Regions from separate parts of the Mus musculus genome. Here all the other regions are linked to region 2. The links are chromatin contacts, called in public ChIA-PET and HiChIP or PLAC-seq maps. All regions are on one chromosome and are shown on one strand. Each heading gives the region's core, a stretch centred on a gene start, on an enhancer-like site or on the middle of the called end of the contact. The rest is flanking DNA. Distances are from core to core; before and after follow the strand shown. Region 1 overlaps Ccdc146 (coiled-coil domain containing 146). Region 2 holds the start of Rsbn1l (round spermatid basic protein 1-like). Region 3 overlaps Gsap (gamma-secretase activating protein).

Region 1 (2,700 bases), core at 144-2,643, 440 kb before region 2:
GTGCCATTTCAACTTAGACTCCAAATGAGGCCCTCCTTCGGTAGACCATACTTTGTCACCCTAGCAAGTATCCTAACCTTCTGAACCTTCCTGAACCCTCACTTCTTCAGGACACTGCCTGAGCACTTAGCTTGTGGGAATGTCTCTAGATTGCCAACTCTGTAGCATTAATAGGTGGACATTACCTGGTTCTTAGTCAATAACCAATATTTACTAAATATCTTCTCATAAGGCACTGCACAGAAAACTTAAAAGTTCCTCTCTGATATTATGACTACATAATAAGATCATCGAGGCAGGAACTACCCTGCTAAGCAGGATCAGTGTTCAAAATGACATTTGGGAGTTGAGCCATTTGGGTCCATCAGTGGCCTGTGAGCTAAGGTGGACAGATAGCTGTCTATCCACTAATCCACTGATATATAAGCATGAGGTCTGGTGCTCTACAAACTTTTCTGTCCCATTGGAAAGTTGTCTGCTTTATATATGTTTATGTATAGCATATATAAAGTATAACTCATAAGTATCAGTATGCTGCTCCTTGAATCTTAAGATGCTATACAGCCAGCACACATGGATCAGAATTTGTTAAGGCTCCAAATTTTGCTTCCCTTCTGAGTTCTCAGTGTCAGTTTGAGAGTTAACTGTGCACTTTAAATGGCCCTGAATTTATCTTTTTTCCACCATCATGTTCTTGACCAGATCAAAGTATATTTCTAGCAACCTAGAAGCTTCTCTGGGACCCTTCTCAGGTGTCACTCCCACCAAAGGCAGCCCATGTTCAGAGTTGCCACTCACTCTGTTGGTTAGCGTCTTCCTAAACACTGTGCACATAGAATCATATGCCATGTTTTTGACCAGGCATCCTGTTTGTCATTGAATGTGTGAGATTCATTAATAACACTTTGTGTAAAAACAGAACGACCCTTTGTTTATACTCCTGCATGGTAACTGTCTTTTTTTCCTCAGGAATTGGTGTGTGCCTAAACGTGAGGCTGCTATGTCATAGAGGAAGTTTATAAGCAGCCCACCGGAGTTTTTCCTGGGGTGGGCTCAACCTTAGATGTTGCAATGCATGCGTGGTTAAACCTGTTTCTGTCTGTGTGCACTGACCCTGACTATGAGTGTCATGGTGTCGGGTGTTTCACTCTGGCAAAATCTAGAAGCTATAAAACACTTCATCTCAATTCCACAAGCACAAAATTCATTTTGAGTATTATTTTATTTTGCCTGCCTCCCTGATTATTCTCTTATCAGACACCAGTCAGCTCCTTCTTCCTCCTTTCTTTGCAAATAATCCTTATGCCAACAGTTAAGCTTTTGACACAGCAGAGCCAAGTGCTAGAGAACAGGAAGCACTACCCTGATTAGGAGGCCCAAGGGAGAATACACAGACTGCAATCAAGTACTACCGATGGAGTGTGTCAGGATAGCAGACAGAGCCCTGTTAGCTGGGGAGTGCGGGTGAGTGGCATTCTGTGGGTGAGTGAGTTAATAGGCTTCCCTTTGTTGGTAAAATGACCCTCCCTAGAGCTTGTTTTGTATTAAGCTATCCATTGCTTTACTTCCTACAAAATGTATAATGAATAAAGTGTTTATAGCAAGGTTTTGTAAATATCTTTTAAAATTCTTTATTTATCACAGTAGGAAATGGTTTCCACAGTTGTCTTCAGGACCAACACTTCCCAACAAGAAACTCGCTGCCACGGTCTTGTTACTGGCTCTTTTCCCAGCTGCATTGAAAAGTTTCTTCACTTTGCCTTTCACCTTTTAACAAACTAAAATATAATATAAAACAAAATTCAACATATCAAAGTTGGACTAGCCAAGGCAACCGAAAAATATAAGAGCCCCACAAGAAGGCCCAGGAACCAGCCACCCACTTGTTTACAGGTTCCAGGGTCCCATAAAGGCACTATATGGAAAGCTATAGTATATATGCAGAGGACCTGGTGCACACGTGTGCAGGCCCTGTGGCCTGCTTGAGTCTTTATAAGTTCATATGAGCTTTGCTCAGTTGATTTAGAAGGCCTTGTTTCCTAGGATCTTCCTTCCCCTCTGCCTCCCCAACTCCTTCTGCCTCCTCTTCCCTGGGGTTCCCTGAGCTCTGAGAGGGGGAGTTTTAATGGAGACATCTCATTTGGAGCTGTGTGTTCCAAGGTCCTCTCTGTACTATAGAGCCATGGGCCTCTCTCTCTCTCTCTCTCTCTCTCTCTCTCTCTCTCTCTCATCTGCTCCCGTCTGCTGCAGGAGGAAGCCTCTGTGATGCTGAGAGCAAGGCACTGATCTACGAGTCCAGCAGAATGTCATTTTATTAATACTTTATTTTTTTTTTAGACCAGTACTATATGGTGTTGCCCTAGGTTTCTGGGATATTTAGACTCTAGCTCCTCATCATCCAAGCAGTACCAAGTATGGGTTCTATTTCATGGAGTGGGCCTTGAGTCAAATTGTTACTCCCACAAGCTTTGTGCTACCGCTGCCCTAGCATACTTTGCAAGCAGGACAGATTGTGGAACAAAGGTTTGGTGGTTGGGTTGGTGCATTTTACGCTTCTCCTTTGGGAGCTCGCAGAGTACCTTTCCATGTCAGAAATGATAGAATACAGGGTAAAGGTTCTGCATCGACAATCCTTAACCTCCCCATGGTCTGTGAGCTGTGTGAGTGTTCCCTTCAGCAAAGAGGCTTGCTGTCAGTTTG
Region 2 (2,832 bases), core at 179-2,678:
CAGTCACACCACCACTCCCTCATCCCCTGCCCTGGATGTAGACATACTCATTCCCAGGTGAGGGAGATGAAGTGACTTTCTTTCTTATGCTCATCACCTTTCTTTTTCCCATTTCCCTTCTATTTTTATGTTGTGTGTGTGTTTTTAAAACTAGATTACACACATTAGAGAAAATATGCAAAATTTGTCTCTCTGGGTCTAGCTTCAGGGAATACTCTATATATTAACAATTTACTTCTAAAAACTAAAAACAATGAGGACAGATGCAGTGGTACACACCTTTCTTTAATTCCAGCACTGGGGGAAAGGGAGTTGGGCAAATGCAGGAAGATTTGAGTTCGAGGCCAGGCTGGTTTACAGGACAGCCAGGACAATATTGGAAGACTATGACTCAAAAAACAAACGAACCAACCAACCAACCAAAAAAAGAAAAATGTATTTACAAACAGCGTTAGATTTTGATGTGTTCCCCTCACCGAGTCCTAAAGAAGTGGGTTTGGAGTAAAAGAGGAGTAACAACAGACCATTGCAGTTTCCTGAAAGGCAACTGTTAGCTGCGGAAAGTAACTGCTAATGTCCCTCTTAGGGGATCAGAAAACTCCTTTTTCTTGCTGAGCTAATATGATCATGTGTTATCTTTACATTCTAATCTCACAAAAGATCTAAGACTTTAAGGCATGCTCTTGTCTAAAGCTTGAACTGTGTTGTAACCCATTCCCCCAAATTCCTTATCTTTTGAGATAAAAATCAAGGTACATGCTTGGCGAAGTTTCATAGCGCTGACTCTGAAATACAGAACTCTAACTGCATTTTCAAACATTTACAAACACCGCTAGTGGCTTTTTCCTGGTGTCGTTTAAAGAATAATTAAAGTGAAAACCTTTAGCACTCAAGCTCAATTTAAAGCCTCCAAACGGTGGGTGATTTTTATCTTCACGATCGGAAGTGATCCAAGTTCCAGCTCTGCAGAAAACTCTCTTTTAAAGTACGAACTTTTACGACCTTAGTTAAAATAAGGCAACTTTTCACCATTTCTGCCTTTGCTGATCGGACTCTCGACAAATTTTCTCCGAGACGAGCAACCCAGAACTCGTTTTTCAGAACCTGCAGAAGGGACCCAAGCCACCTCAAGGTAAAAAGAGAGAGCGGTACAAACAAGGCAAAGTCTTTGAGCGAACGGCAGCGCTACCTCGGTCCGGGCAGATTCGGGGCTCCCGAGCGACGGTCGGGAGATCCTCCCTTCTCAGCGAGCTCTCCATCAGCCGCGCCGAAAAGACCTCTGACCTCCAAATGAAGGTCCGCTCGGTGACCCCACCCCGACGGCTTCTGTCCGCGTCTTTGATTGGTTTGTTCCGGGATCTCTCAGTTTAGCGCGCCCAATGGGAGCTCGGCCTGGACCTAGGCACCCCGCCCCGCGCCCCCGCTCCGGGGAGCGGCGGAGAGTAAATACAACAGGAGCGCAAAATGGCGGAACCGCCGAACCCAGCTCGCGGCGCCGTGGCTCTCCTCTCTGAGAAGGAAGCATCTGGCAAAGTACAGCCTTCCTCGCGGGAGCCGCCGGGCTCTATGTCTGCCAAGAAGGTTCGCACCGAGGAGAAGAAGGCGCCGCGGAGAGTGAACGGGGAGGGGGGCAGCGGCGGGAACGGCGGGCAGCTGCAGCCCCAGAGCTTCGGCAGCCCGGCGGCGTGGAGCTTCGCGGCTCGGCCCGCCGCCTCCTCCTCGTCCACCTCTCGGAGCTGTTACTCTTTCTCCGCCAGCCCGAGCGTCTCCTCAGCCTCCGCTTCCTCGTCTCAGCCGCTGCCGCGCAAACTGCTGGTCACTCCCTCGCTGCTGCACGCTCAGCCTCACCGCGTCCTGCTCCCGCCCGTCGCTCCGCCGGCCGCCGCCAAGCCGCGCAGACCCAAGGAGAAGCGCGAGAAGGAGAAGCGGAGGCAGCACGGCCTCGGCGCCGCCGCCCGGGATGAGAACGGCGAGGCGAAGCCGCTGCCGCGAGGTGGGTGCCGCGCGGGGGAGGGGAGCGCCGGCGGCCGGCGGGGCTGCAGCCTTCCGCGGGGCCAGAAGTAAATGGAGCCTGGAGTTTCGGTCGCCGACCGGGGGGATGGCTGAAACTCCTGGTTTTCGGTGTCGGTTTCGCCTTCCAGTTAACGCGCAGCAGGACGCGCGTGAAGGAGTGGGTCTAGAGGACCCCGCTCCCCGGTGTGTTTTTGGCTGGGGAGGCAGAAGAGAACAGGTCTTTTAAAGATTACGAAAGGGATCGGACTGGATCGCAGGAAATTCATGTTTGCGACGCAGCTTCCAACGCCAGAATATCCTGTCCAAAAAAAAAAAAAAAAAAAAGTGGGTGGTCGGGTGTATTGGCGGAAGCTGGAAGCTCCCAGGGACCACGGGGACCAGGATGTTTCATCCCTACTAGGGAGATGAGGTCGTGCGCAGGGCACCAAGTGTGCGGTTTCTGAGGTGCCCACATTCCATATTGTTAAAGTGTTTTGCGTGGTCCTGTTTTAAATACTACCCTTCAGAAGCTTTCAGCCATATTCTTTTTTTTTTTTTTTCTTCTTTCTTTCTCGTTCAGCAAATGATAAAATCGGATGTTTTGACGTCTTTTGGCCAGATCAAGTGGCTTCAGAGTGTTTCTGCCGGGGGTGGGGTGGGGTGGGGGGGGGGAATTCCCAACTGTTTTTCAGTTTTCTTTTGTAATGTAAGCTAGCAGAGTTTTCCGTATTTTCTTTAAAATGAGGGGTCATTCTAGTCATCTGTGGATATGTAGAGATCTGACTAATACAAAGTGGATATGGGTTGGAAAGTAGATCTTTAGGTGATCACGAGGTTATA
Region 3 (2,877 bases), core at 367-2,866, 280 kb before region 2:
ATTTTTTTCATTTATAGTAATATCTAAAATATAATACTATGTTTCAAAATAGGTACAATTAAGTATCTATAAATGTTTAAATAAAGCTTGTGAAATACTGAACAGTTTAAGACTGCCATTATGCATTCCTTTCTTCTGGCGTTTGATGTCCAATGTTTTGTCTTATTGTTGTTTTTTTTTAATGCTGTAGCTTTTGATACACATTAAGTACTCTAAAGTCTTGCCTTTTGTGTAAAGAGGAAAACAGAAAAAAAAAAATAAAGCAAGGACCTGGGCTGAGTTATAAGTGGGTTGACCTGTGACCTCTTGTTGGCAATAAAGAAGCATTTTGATGTTTGAGCTAAATGCATTCACACTGGCTCATAAACCCTCTCTGTTTAATCACAAGGAGTCAAGCAACTTCCACACATCAAAATAAATGCAGGTGCCCTGCAGAAAAACATGGCTAAGAAAATTAACACAGGTGACTTTATGCATTTAATCCTGTATCCGTGCTTATGAAATCAGTTTATAGACTGTAACGAACGGGAGTATTAAGGATAGGTCCATGAGGGGCCAGGCAGGGCTCATCAGTTAAGAGCACCAGGGCTCTTCTGGAGGGCCCAGGCTTGAGAATCAGAACACACACAATAGCTCACAGCAGCCTGTACTCCAGTTCCAGGGGATCTGACACCCTCTTCTGGTCTCTGCAAACACTTTACACATGTGGTACAGACATATATGCAGGCTAAACATCCACACACATAAAATAAAAATAATAAATCTTAAAGTGGATGCACAGAATATCAGATTGTCTGAGTGTTTACCTACCACAATTAGGAAACGCTGTCATCATTTTGCTACCTATAAATGTCTATGAAATTTAACATTCTGGGATGACTTACTTAAATCTCAAGCCAGTTAACGTTATGTCCAAGGGCATTTCAAACTGTTAAAAAAAAATGTGGATGATATAAGCATTAAAATTGCATCTTCACAGACATTACAGAACGTCCTCCAGAAAATAGCACATGGCTGGGTTGTTTAGTGACAAATGCTCATCCCTGAAAACATGCAAATAAGTAACATACAGACCCAATATACATATACATGCATGTACATATTCATATACACATACAATAATACAGACCCAATATACATATACATGCATGTACATATCCATATACACATACAATAAAAGTGAATGCAAGAAGAGGCCATGAATTTAGAGAAGACTGAGGAAGTAAGGGGGGATTTTAACTGTATTATAATCTCAAAAAGATTAAGTTTTTTAAAAAAAAAGGCATTACATGATGATGGCTGTGAATGCAAAGCAAACTGCCAGTGCTAGGCTGGCCTGGTGGTAGAGTCCATTTAACCATCACCTCCAGAGGCTAGACCCACACCCCACAGTGCAGGAAGTGCACTGGGAGCATCCTGGTGTTTACAGACACGGTCAGTGTATGCTTCCCTGCAAGGCTAACACAGCCTCTAACATGAATATCACTAACAGAGTGTATACTGTAGTAGGATGGTTGACAACTGCAACCTTTCACAAGCCACAGACAGTCATGGAAGGAAGGGAGCCTGGGTGGTCTTTCAGAGTGGTTGAGCTAAAAATGGGGCAGGAAATGGTAAGAAAGTCTTGTAATAGTGTGAAACCAATATGTGCTTGATACCAATATTGGTCCTAAGAGAGGAAGGAAATACTGCCCCTCCCAGATAAAGACATAAGAGGCGCCTTCCCATAGACAGACTAAGCCCAACAGCTTTTCCAAGGTGATGCTGGGTACTTACTCAACTATATACACTCTGACTTTCTTCCTCAAACCCATTCTGTCCATGACTGCTTTTGAGTCAAATGACTTGCAACCACTTAGAGTGATCGACTCTGGATCCCACCTATTGCCTTCCTCTACGTCCCTGTTAGGTGGTTCCTTTAAAAACACACTCTCCTGTGCATGGTATCCTCATCACCTGTATCAGCTCTGCATTTGTTAGAGAGCTGAGGCCTTGTGACAGCACAAGCCACGTTATTTGATCATGCAAGTAACTGGTACAATAGCAAAACGCCCAAATTTTTGCTAATGATATCAACTCTAGCAAAACCTCCTAGGACCAATCATTCTATGTACTCACCATTAAGTTAAAACTTTCATCTGCCCTAAACTGGATGCATTTCAAGATACTCCTTGACTCCTAGAAAAGAGATGCATATTATCCCCAAAATAAAAAGGCCGAAGAGAAAATGTAGTCAAGAAACAATAATGAAAACCTGTTCATTATCTGTAATAGACCCTCACTGACTGCCCCATTAAAGACACTGTGGTTACTAAAAAGTCCCAGCAGGGGCTAGCCAGATGCCTCAGTGGGAAGGAGCACTGGCTGATCTTCCTGAGATCCTGTGCTAGATTCCTGGCACACACATGGTGGCGCCTAACCATCTGTAACTCTAGTTCCCAGGGATCTAACCCCCTCTTCTCCCCTCCACAGGGCATGGCGCACAGATATATATCCAAGGGAAACATCATATGCAAAAAATAAAATAAATAAATATTGACACAGCAATGATGTCAACATTATATTCTTTCCATAGTAATAGGTACCCATGGGCTAGTTTTTACCTTTAGTTCAATGTAGTATAGTCTCTGCTCTGACAGATCCCACTGAGCCCAAACAAAGTCTTCAGCTAGTCTGTCTCTTGGGAGATGGCTAGAATTTCTAATCACCTAGGGACAAAATGATTTAATAAGTATTTTTAAAATGACATCTTAAATTATTTTTATATGCCCTATCCCTATGACTCATGTAAATACCACTAATTTTTTATTAGCACCTCCCCATATCCAAAATATACACAGTTTTCCATAAAATTTTTCAGGCATCATTGCCTCTATC

Evidence for each region. ChIA-PET counts read pairs in DNA pulled down with a chosen protein or histone mark. HiChIP or PLAC-seq counts read pairs in DNA pulled down with a chosen protein or histone mark.
Region 1: a contact with region 2 is called in an H3K4me3 HiChIP or PLAC-seq map of bone marrow-derived macrophages, with 5 times the contacts expected there. The contact joins the enhancer-like site here to the promoter of Rsbn1l in region 2. A contact is called at or near these places in 4 of 39 promoter capture datasets (the C10 cell line and the HPC-7 cell line), 2 of 115 datasets of contacts at active chromatin or transcription factors (bone marrow-derived macrophages and embryonic limb bud) and 1 of 9 other capture datasets (adipose tissue).
Region 3: a contact with region 2 is called in an RNA polymerase II ChIA-PET map of effector CD8 T cells, with 17 read pairs. The contact joins the enhancer-like site here to the promoter of Rsbn1l in region 2. A contact is called at or near these places in 6 of 39 promoter capture datasets (the 3T3-L1 cell line, 3T3-L1-derived adipocytes, the HPC-7 cell line and 1 more), 2 of 15 datasets of contacts at CTCF or cohesin (CD8 T cells and the NIH/3T3 cell line), 1 of 484 Hi-C or Micro-C datasets (muscle stem cells), 7 of 115 datasets of contacts at active chromatin or transcription factors (bone marrow-derived dendritic cells, bone marrow-derived macrophages, effector CD8 T cells and 4 more) and 3 of 9 other capture datasets (adipose tissue, liver and pancreatic islet).

What each region holds. Positions count from the first base shown.
Region 1 is chr5:21,394,049-21,396,748 of GRCm38.p6, reverse strand. The region is part of intron 2 of Ccdc146 (coiled-coil domain containing 146); the gene reads left to right. Among named protein-coding and RNA genes, the nearest start is that of Fgl2, 23 kb to the right of the region's middle. Within about 2 kb of position 1,393, at least 41 of the 459 cell types and tissues checked have an H3K27ac peak or open chromatin away from gene starts, as enhancers often do. A contact at or near this core is called in the HPC-7 cell line, adipose tissue and bone marrow-derived macrophages, where this site is marked.
Region 2 is chr5:20,950,418-20,953,249 of GRCm38.p6, reverse strand. It overlaps Rsbn1l (round spermatid basic protein 1-like), which reads left to right and starts at 1,428. Exons shown (of 8, transcript NM_001080977.1): 1 at 1,428-1,993. The coding sequence starts at 1,465. A630072M18Rik (RIKEN cDNA A630072M18 gene) reads right to left here and starts at 2,261. Exons shown (of 1, transcript NR_030699.1): 1 at 1-2,261.
Region 3 is chr5:21,226,075-21,228,951 of GRCm38.p6, reverse strand. It overlaps Gsap (gamma-secretase activating protein), which reads right to left. Exons shown (of 31, transcript NM_175437.3): 9 at 2,604-2,708; 10 at 2,119-2,178; 11 at 885-928. Among named protein-coding and RNA genes, the nearest start is that of Gsap, 41 kb to the right of the region's middle. Within about 2 kb of position 1,616, at least 8 of the 459 cell types and tissues checked have an H3K27ac peak or open chromatin away from gene starts, as enhancers often do. A contact at or near this core is called in CD8 T cells, effector CD8 T cells and memory CD8 T cells, where this site is marked.